2 separate regions of the Sus scrofa genome follow, and region 1 is linked to region 2. Evidence: chromatin contacts called from public Hi-C data. All regions are on one chromosome and are shown on one strand. Each heading gives the region's core, a stretch centred on a gene start, on an enhancer-like site or on the middle of the called end of the contact. The rest is flanking DNA. Distances are from core to core; before and after follow the strand shown. Region 1 holds the start of RNF41 (E3 ubiquitin-protein ligase NRDP1). Region 2 holds the start of SMARCC2 (SWI/SNF complex subunit SMARCC2).

Region 1 (4,163 bases), core at 1,315-3,814, 38 kb after region 2:
TCATAAGAAGATACTCAAGAATGTTGGCACAGGTGCCATTCTACTTTCTAAGTCAGGAAATACTCCTGAGAGGGATCAAGATTTCAAAAAAAAAAAAAAAAAAATCAGGAAATTATTGCAGGGTAGACAACTGGGAAGACTGTAGGTAGCAGTATGATTTGGCTAACCAGACTCTCCTTACTAAAAGGATGAAACCAAGAAGAGAGAGACAAGGCTTCAGATGCAGGAGACTAGAAACTATTTACATTCCTTTCCTCACCTTTACATCTTTCAAGATGAAGGGCTAAATTAGGAAGGAACAGAATGATGATTTTTTTCCTTCAGCCACACCCGAGGCGTGCAGAAGCCTGGGATCGAACCTGAGCCAGAGCAGTGACAACACTGAATTCCTAACTGCTAGGTCACCAGGGAACTCCAAGATAACAATTTTTATGCATAAAACAGACCATTTCATCTTAAGTCTGGTATACATGCTCATCAGCCATAACATGTTAGTGTGGTGTTTTAAAACCAGTCAGAGGAATTCCTGTTGTGGCTCAGCAGAAACCAATCTGACTAGTAACCATGAGGACGCAGGCTCGATCTCTGGCCTTGCTCAGTGGGTTAAGGATCCAGCTTTGCAGTGAGCTGTGGTGTAGGTCGCAGACACAGCTCAGATCCTGCAGGTCGAAGATGCAGCTTGGATCTCATGTGGCTGTGGCATAGGCTGGCTGCTGCAGCCTCGATTCTATCCCTAGCCTGAGAACGTCCATATGGGTGCGGACCTAAAAAATAAATAAATAAATAAATAAAATCAGAGAGATAAAGGTGCAATGCCAGATTCATTTTTCTCTGCCCTGCAGCTGGGGGTAAGGGGGAAGCTGATATGCCTCTCCCCCTCCATAATACAGAGGACAGTATAATACTGCTTCCATTTTGGCGAGAACCTATTTCCCAGCAGCCTGGCATATAGACCTGTACCTCGAGAAATGTCTCCAGGAACCTGTGCTGTTGTCTAGTCGTGACAAGGCCCAGACTCAGAAAGCAAAGTTATCCACCCTGGGAAAACCAATCCTGGGAAAACCAATCCTATTCTACTGCTCCCCTGACCAGAACAAAACAGGATTTTTCAATTAAGAGGAGGACCAAGAGTCAGAAGACTTGGGTTCTGGTCCCAGCTCTGCCAGCTATACGACTTTTAACAAGCCATGTAACACTTCTGTAGTTTGCAATTTCTTCACTTCTCAAATAGGGAAAATGATATCTGCCTTACCTACCTTACATATTGTCAAATGACATAATAAATGTGAAAGGAAACTGAATACCACTTATTCTCAGGTAAGATATCTGCAGTAATAGAATGCCAAGTAAATTCAGACGGCCCATGAGGCCCAGGAGGAAATGCCTGAAAGAAACTTTCTTCCCCAATACTGGGAACCCGCCACAGCCGCAAAGTCGGCTGGACACACAGGGCAGTAATATTACTGCAACACTCAGATTCCCTCCATGAGTCTTACCCCATTCCTAACTAGGGGAAAACTATCAGCCTGCAACACTATCAGCTTCTTGTTCTATTGTCAGACTAAAACCACCTGTATAGAAAGGGATTAGACTATCACTATCACAGCCCGGTCCCTAAGGACAGTGGCTCAGTGGTCTCATTAACAGCCACATTTGCTACCAGGTGGAATGAAGTTACTTTCTGAATGGGGAAGATGTCTGTCTGTCCCAATGCCAAACACCCTCACCCCTCTCAGCTTTCTGCTCCTTCTCCAGCCCCCTCCTCCTCACTCCTCAATTTCTCTTACGCTTTGGCTTGGAGAAGGCTTTCTGGTGTGTGAAGCCCGCGAAGAGGGACTGGCTGCAAACTCAAGTCACGGATGTAAGGAATGTGAGATTCCTTCATGGAGGGGTGGGAGGGAGAGAGGGGAAAGGAATGGAGGAGGAAGACAAGGCTGCCAAAGACAAGGCATGGGAGAGGAGCCAAGCTATGGCGCTTCGAGGGCGGGGGTTCAGGTTCCACCGCCCCTGCGCAGGCTGTCCCCCAGATGGTTCCCTGCTTACCCTTCCGGCCCGTCAATCACTGTCCATTTAAATACCACGTTGTGCACCCAAATCCCGGCCCCCCCCCCCGGTCCTCCAGCCGGCCTAGGCCCCCTCTCGTACTTCTTAAGGCTCCCACACTCCAATGGGCCTCCCCAACAAGGCACCCTCCAGCGCTCCTTTACCACCTCTGGACTCCTCCCTTCCTCCATTTTTCATCTTTACTCCCGTCCCTTCGCCTGACCTCCAAAATCTCGAACCCCGGTCCCAATCCCCCTGGGACATCGCCCCCTCCCCTCCCACGCCCTCCTTTAGGTGGGAGCCTGCGCAGGCGCCGTACGCACCGCCCTGGAAGCGGTCTGGACTCTCCGTGCCCCGACCCGTTGGAGTTGAGGCCGCAGCAGCCACGGGATAACCCTGGTGCCGGGTGCCAGCCTATCCTGGGAGGGGAAGGGGAAGGGGAAGGAGAAGGAGAGGGGATAAGGTTCCGACCACTCGTCGCCTTGTGAGACTGAGCCTTGGCCCCGCCCACCGCTGCTACGCAACCTGGCGGAAACTCGTCACCAAGCCCCGCCCCTTTGTTTAACTCAGCCTTGGGCTAGAAACCACGAGCGGCCAACGAGGAGAGTGAGGGCTAGCCAGGCCTCCGTTCCACACCGGAAGTCTTTATGGTCCCAGCGAGAACTGTATAGCCATTTGGGAGGAAGGACTCTATGTTCTTCCGTGCTTGAAAGTCGGGGGCCGAGCTGGAGGCCGACTCTCCCGGAGCGCGAGACTTCTATTTCGAAGGGTGCACCGGTTCCGTGCCCTAAAGCTGATGCGGCTTGGTGCGAGATCGTCGCTAGGAGGCCGGCCTGCAGTGTGACCTGCCGTCTGCCCGGCCCCTCTCCCGTTTCCAGAGCTGTGGTCAGCATCCCGGAGCCGATCTTATGACTCATAGTCATGGGAATGGATACTGTAGTCAACAAGGCGACCACGGGGTGGGGAATGAGGGAGTGTCTGATCGGAAAACTTTGATCTAGGGTGCTCAGCGGGTTGCCTGCCTCTCCTAGCTACACTCCTGCGGTATTTACGTCGACCTTCCGAACGCTCGTACAGTTCCTTGAAACACCTAAGGGGAGAGAGGGAGATAAAATGCTCCTCTTCTGGGGTTGTGGTTTGATTTCCTTAGGGTACAACACCGTGGCTGGGGGTGTGGGAGGGAGAGAACCTGAGCTCCAAGGAAAGTCAAGGTGGAGTCTAAAGCCCTCTAGGAGAAGGTAAGGGATTGATTAAGCAAACCAAAGCATTACAATCATATAGCCTCTTAGGCTAATCTGATATTAAGCAGTATTTATTATGGATATTCTCTAAGCAAATAGTAATACACATGTATGTACATTGTTTATATGTGATTGGTTTATACACTTTACAGAGCTAGCTACCTTTTGTTGATTATGAAACAAGTCTCAAAGGAAACTACAGATTAGGGCTTCTTCAGCCCTCAGGGGGGACCCTGAGATCTAGTGAGATAAGTGCATTAGAAACTGTGTCCATTAGAAACTGATTCCTTTGCAAACTGGTGAGGTGGTGCAACGCCTCGATTGCGTGCTGCTCTGGTGGCTCAGCCATTCCTGGAATATGCCGAAAAAAAAAAAAAAAAAAAAAAAAAAAAAAAAAAAAAAAAAAAAAAAAAAAAAAAAAAAAACTGATCAAACTGTGAGGGACTAATGCAAATGTTGTTCTCTGTGCCCCAATTCCATTACTTCCAAAGGATGTGGGTGTGTGTCTATTGTCTCCCGTGTGAGTGCGACTTTCTCCAGAGACCTTGACCAAGCTGGATAATGCATGAAAGATGAGGAATCTAAATCAGAAATAAAGATGCAGGTTAGAGAAATTGGAGAACAGGAGGAAACTGCCTGCTGTGTGCTAGGCACTGCTTTTTATATAACTTCGTTTTCTCGTCTGCAAGATGCAATCATATTTAAGAACTGTCGAGAAAAGAAGTGATGAGCCAGATTTCATACTTTCGTCCGCCGAATTCCAAAAACCTTTGGTTCTTTTTCCACTGTGTCAGGTCTAGGAGAGAAAAATCTTAGCGCCTTCTTAGCGCATTCTCCCAGATAGAGGAAAATTGGGACCTGAGGCTCCCCCTGGTGGTC
Region 2 (4,059 bases), core at 1,280-3,779:
GGAATGGTAGGAAATACCCAAATCTCAAAAATGATGAAATTTACAAAACCCAAACACCAACTCCCTCTCAGGGTTGGAGGTTTGCTCCCTTGCTTTTGGCACTCACCGGCAGTTTAGTGAGAGGTGCATTGCTGACATGTTTGCCAAAAACTTCTTCCTGAAATTGTAGCAATTGTACAACCAGGCTAGACAGGGACTTGTTGGTAGGTGGTTCAGCTTGTATATACTGGGGAAAGAGGGAAAGAAAAGAAAAAGAGACCCTGGATCAATGGTCTACCACCTCCCTTATTTCCTCCCCAGGAGCTCTGGAAGCATCTAGGGCAGGAAAAAAAGTGTCTTCTTCCCTCATGTCTGGTTTCTATTAAAAAAAAAAAAAAAAAAAAAACGGCAGAAGGGAGGCCCTACATGCCCCTCATCAGGAAGGTAAAATTCTGCTGCCCCCAGTCTAAGCTCCCAATTTTGGGAGATGAAGGTAAAGGCAGTTTCCAATTCTTCCTCAGCTGCACCCTAAAAATGGAATTGCAAGACCCTGATCTCTAGCCAACAGCAATGAGAGTTGTAAAATTCTGAAGATTCAGGGAGTTCAGGCCATGAAAGCAACCTCTTCAAGGCTCTAAGGGAGACAACAGTCTGTTTTGTAGAGTAACTTTGTGGAAGGTCAACATTTCCCCTATAATACAGCCTAATAAGAAAGGTGCAAGGAAGTAAGCTGAAGCAAACAGGCTGAAAGTGAGCTTACACCTTCTGCTTCTGCTAGGACTGGGCACAAATGCCTTCACAGGCTCTCCTAGATGGGAAAGACCAGCTACTACCCAGCCTGGTGGGAAACAGCAAGACAGCATCCGTCCTTTTGGAGGAAATTATTACAGACAAGCAACCCTGGGCCTTCTTAAACATTTCCTTGCTATGCTACCTAGCATCCCAGCCTCCTTCTGTTGTCATTTAAAACGGTGCCAAGAGGCTTTCTCTTTACCTTTTGACCCCTTTTTCCTCAGCCCTAATCACAGAGAAAAGCACACCTTTCACTGGGAGGTGTAAAAAGATCCTTGAAAGAAAAGGTAAATGACAGAAAGAGTTAAGAACTTGAAAGCTGAACCAGGTCACCGGCTGTCAATCCCCCCAGGGTCAGAGCCTAAGCCCCTAGACTGATCTCGCTTCCAAAAGATCAAAGGTAAGAAGCCTGGGAACAAGAGTCTCACACTGGGGTACAGAAAAGCCACACACCCAGCAGCTGTTTGTCAGGATCCTGACACCTGAGAGGAGAGACCTTCCAGAACAGGGCCAGGCTCCTGACCAGGATCAGAGGGGCATTCTCCTAAACCGCCCATCATGCTTCTGACAGGCTGCAAAGCTGAGCAGGAAGAACTGGGGAGCTGAAGGAAAGTCAGAAAGAGAACCCCTAACTGGGGGTAGTGAGAGGAAGAGAGAGGCAGACGGTTTCCAGAGAAAAACCCTATGTAGCAATGTTCCTTTCAACCAGGCCTAAAGACAAAGACACCACCAGGAACAGGTTTGGTAGAAGACAGGTAAGGCTTCTTGAACCCTTTGTTCACTACCTTATTATGTCCTGTTATGGCGTGGGGGGCTACAAACATAAAGTGTATCCTGGTCCTGAACCCCAAACCCAAGGCAAGGCACGGCCAGGTGGTGGGGTGAGTTCATTGTGACCCTGAAAATGGTTTTAGAAGGGGTAGCTGCCTGGAACTCCTACACTCTGCCTTCCAAAGAGGTTCTGTTGGAGCGGTAGAGACAGGTGATCTCGGGGTGGGGGCCTTTCTCAGGCTGATGAGCAGTCAAGGGCCTGCTCTGTGGCTGTTTACCCTTCTGCTTTCATCATCTCTCTCTGAACATACACAAAGCACAGGAGAGGCCTCAAACCTGCTGGTACCTGGCTCCGTGGGGAGCTCTGGCGGGCACCGTGGCGGGCACGTTGTAAGGGCGGGGGGTAGGGGGGGTGCCCATTCGGCACCGGGTCCACCCTGGCCGTCTCTCCCGGAAAAGCCCGGAAGGCGATGGCTTGGATGGGTGGGCAGCTGGCACCGGGACCCGCCGGGGCAACGGAGAAAAACAAGGGGCAGAGGGCGCAGCCGTGGGGGCGGGGGTTGGAATCAGCGGCTGGGGGGGGCAGTAAAAGAGGTTGGGGGAGGGGCGCGGGGCGGCGGAAGGCGCGCAGGGGCTGCTACGGCCGCCGCGGGGGAGGGGCCGCGGGCCGCGGGAGGGTGGGCAGGATCCGGGGGGCCGCGGGGCCGCGGTCCCTTTGTCCCGCCCCCAGCCCCCGCGCGGCCCTGCTCACGTACCTTCTTGTAGTTCTTGCCAAGCCAGAGCCGCACGTTGTCGAACTGGGTCACGGTGTCCGCGGCCTCGTAGTACTTCACGTTGGGGCCGCCGTCCTTCTTCCGCACCGCCATCTTCTCGGGCTCGGGCCCCGCCGCCGCCGCCGCCGCCGCCGCCGCCGAGGCCGCCCGCCCCGCTCAGCTCAGCTCCCGCCTCCTCCGCCTCCTCCTCCGCCCGCCTCCCGCCGCCTCCCGCCGCCGCGGCCGCCGCCTCCCGCCGCCTAGGCCGGCCCCGGCTCGCGCAGCGCCCCCTGCCGGCCGTCAGGGCGCGGCGGCGGCGGCGGCGGAGCCCCGGGAGCGGGGCGGACCCTGGCGGCCTCCCCGGCGGCGGCGGCGGCGGAGGCCAGAGCTTTGGGGAGGAGGCTGCTTCCTGGAGGGGGCGCACACTCCCCTGAGATCCCTTTTTAACTGAAGCCTTTTCTTGCTTCTCAGCCGGGGGAGCGGGGTACACTCTGTACCACGCCAAAGCGTTGCCCCTGCCTAAGGAGCCCCCAGCCCATGACTGCGACTGCTTTCGTAGCTATTAAACCGACAGAGTTCCTAATTCCAAGGAACCCCAGGTCTTTTTCCCCAAAAAGATCCTTCCTTTCATCCATCCCCAAGAGACTCCCGTTTAAACTCTCCGGAGCCTCCATCGCTCCTAACTCCTTGTCCCAGGTACCCCTCTCACCCCATAACCCGAAGAATCCCGGAGCCGCTACCGTGGGACCCAGCCCCTTTCCCCCAACCGCTTCCTCTGCAGGCCTCGCCATCGCCTCCTAAATAGCTTGGCGCTCCTTAAGACCCTCGTCTTCGCTGGGTGGGAGCCCCTCCCTCCTAGGGTCACCCGGTCCGCTTGACTCTTCCTTTGAGCCGCATGGAGGAAGCGGTAAGGAGCGGGGTGGGAGGAGGTCATTGGGTTGTGTATTAGGCCTGGCCCAGCTTCTCGCTGTCACACGCCCTTCCTGGTCGCTATGCGGACCCCTTCTGTAAGCGCGCGGCGAAGAACAGCTTCGTGAGTCACGGTGGCCGAGTGGTTAAGGCGTTGGACTCGAAATCCAATGGGGTTTCCCCGCACAGGTTCGAATCCTGTTCGTGACGGTCACTTTTTTTCCCCTTTATACGGAGACTCTAGTCTTGCCACCTGCCCTTCAAGCACTTCGTGTCTCGGAAACAGGGGCCAGAAGGTCCCAATCCTGGATTTGTGTGGGATGAGGGTAATCATGAGAAGCGTGATTATGCACAACCAACTCTGTTAGCTGCGAGGATGCAAGGCACTTTCAGAGTTCCGTAACTTCAGGTTTGCAAGCAGAGTTTTGGCATACGTTGTTTCATTCTTTAGGGAGGGCAGAGCAAAGGATTTGGTTGAAGAAGAGTTAAGTTTTGTTGGGAATGTCAGTGCTTGTGCTAGTATAGTCAAAACTAGAATTCCCAGGTAAAGAGGGCACCTCTGGAGTTCATGAACAGATGTCCCATCTTGTAGATCTTATTAGAATGAAGACCCAGAGGCATTCCTGCTGTGGCTCAGCGGTTAACGAATCCGACTGGGAAGTGTGAGGTTGTGGGTTCGATTCCTAACTTCGCTCAGTGGGTTAAAGATCCAGCGTTGCCGTGAGCTATGGTGTAGAGGTGTTGTGGCTGTGGTGTAGACCGGCGGCTATAGCTCTAATTAAACCCCTAGCCAGGGAACCTCCATATGCCGTGGGAGCAGCCCTAGAAGAGGCAAAAAGACAAAAAAAAAAAAAAA

Evidence for each region. Hi-C and Micro-C count contacts between places; a contact is called where the count stands out from the background.
Region 1: a Hi-C map of embryonic fibroblasts shows a contact between it and region 2, with 2.7 times the contacts expected there. The contact joins the promoter of RNF41 here to the promoter of SMARCC2 in region 2. A contact is called at or near these places in 2 of 5 promoter capture datasets (fetal liver and liver), 31 of 47 Hi-C or Micro-C datasets (adipose tissue, alveolar macrophages, blood and 15 more) and 2 of 2 datasets of contacts at active chromatin or transcription factors (alveolar macrophages and skeletal muscle).

Annotation. Positions count from the first base shown.
Region 1 is chr5:21,622,025-21,626,187 of Sscrofa11.1, forward strand. It overlaps RNF41 (E3 ubiquitin-protein ligase NRDP1), which reads right to left and starts at 2,565. Exons shown (of 7, transcript XM_003481616.4): 1 at 2,367-2,565. NABP2 (SOSS complex subunit B1) reads left to right here and starts at 2,630. Exons shown (of 7, transcript XM_005655605.3): 1 at 2,630-2,928.
Region 2 is chr5:21,584,248-21,588,306 of Sscrofa11.1, forward strand. SMARCC2 (SWI/SNF complex subunit SMARCC2) reads right to left here and starts at 2,530. Exons shown (of 29, transcript XM_001929168.6): 1 at 2,298-2,530; 2 at 107-226. The coding sequence starts at 2,408. It overlaps TRNAS-CGA (a tRNA gene), which reads left to right and starts at 3,332; the gene lies at 3,332-3,413.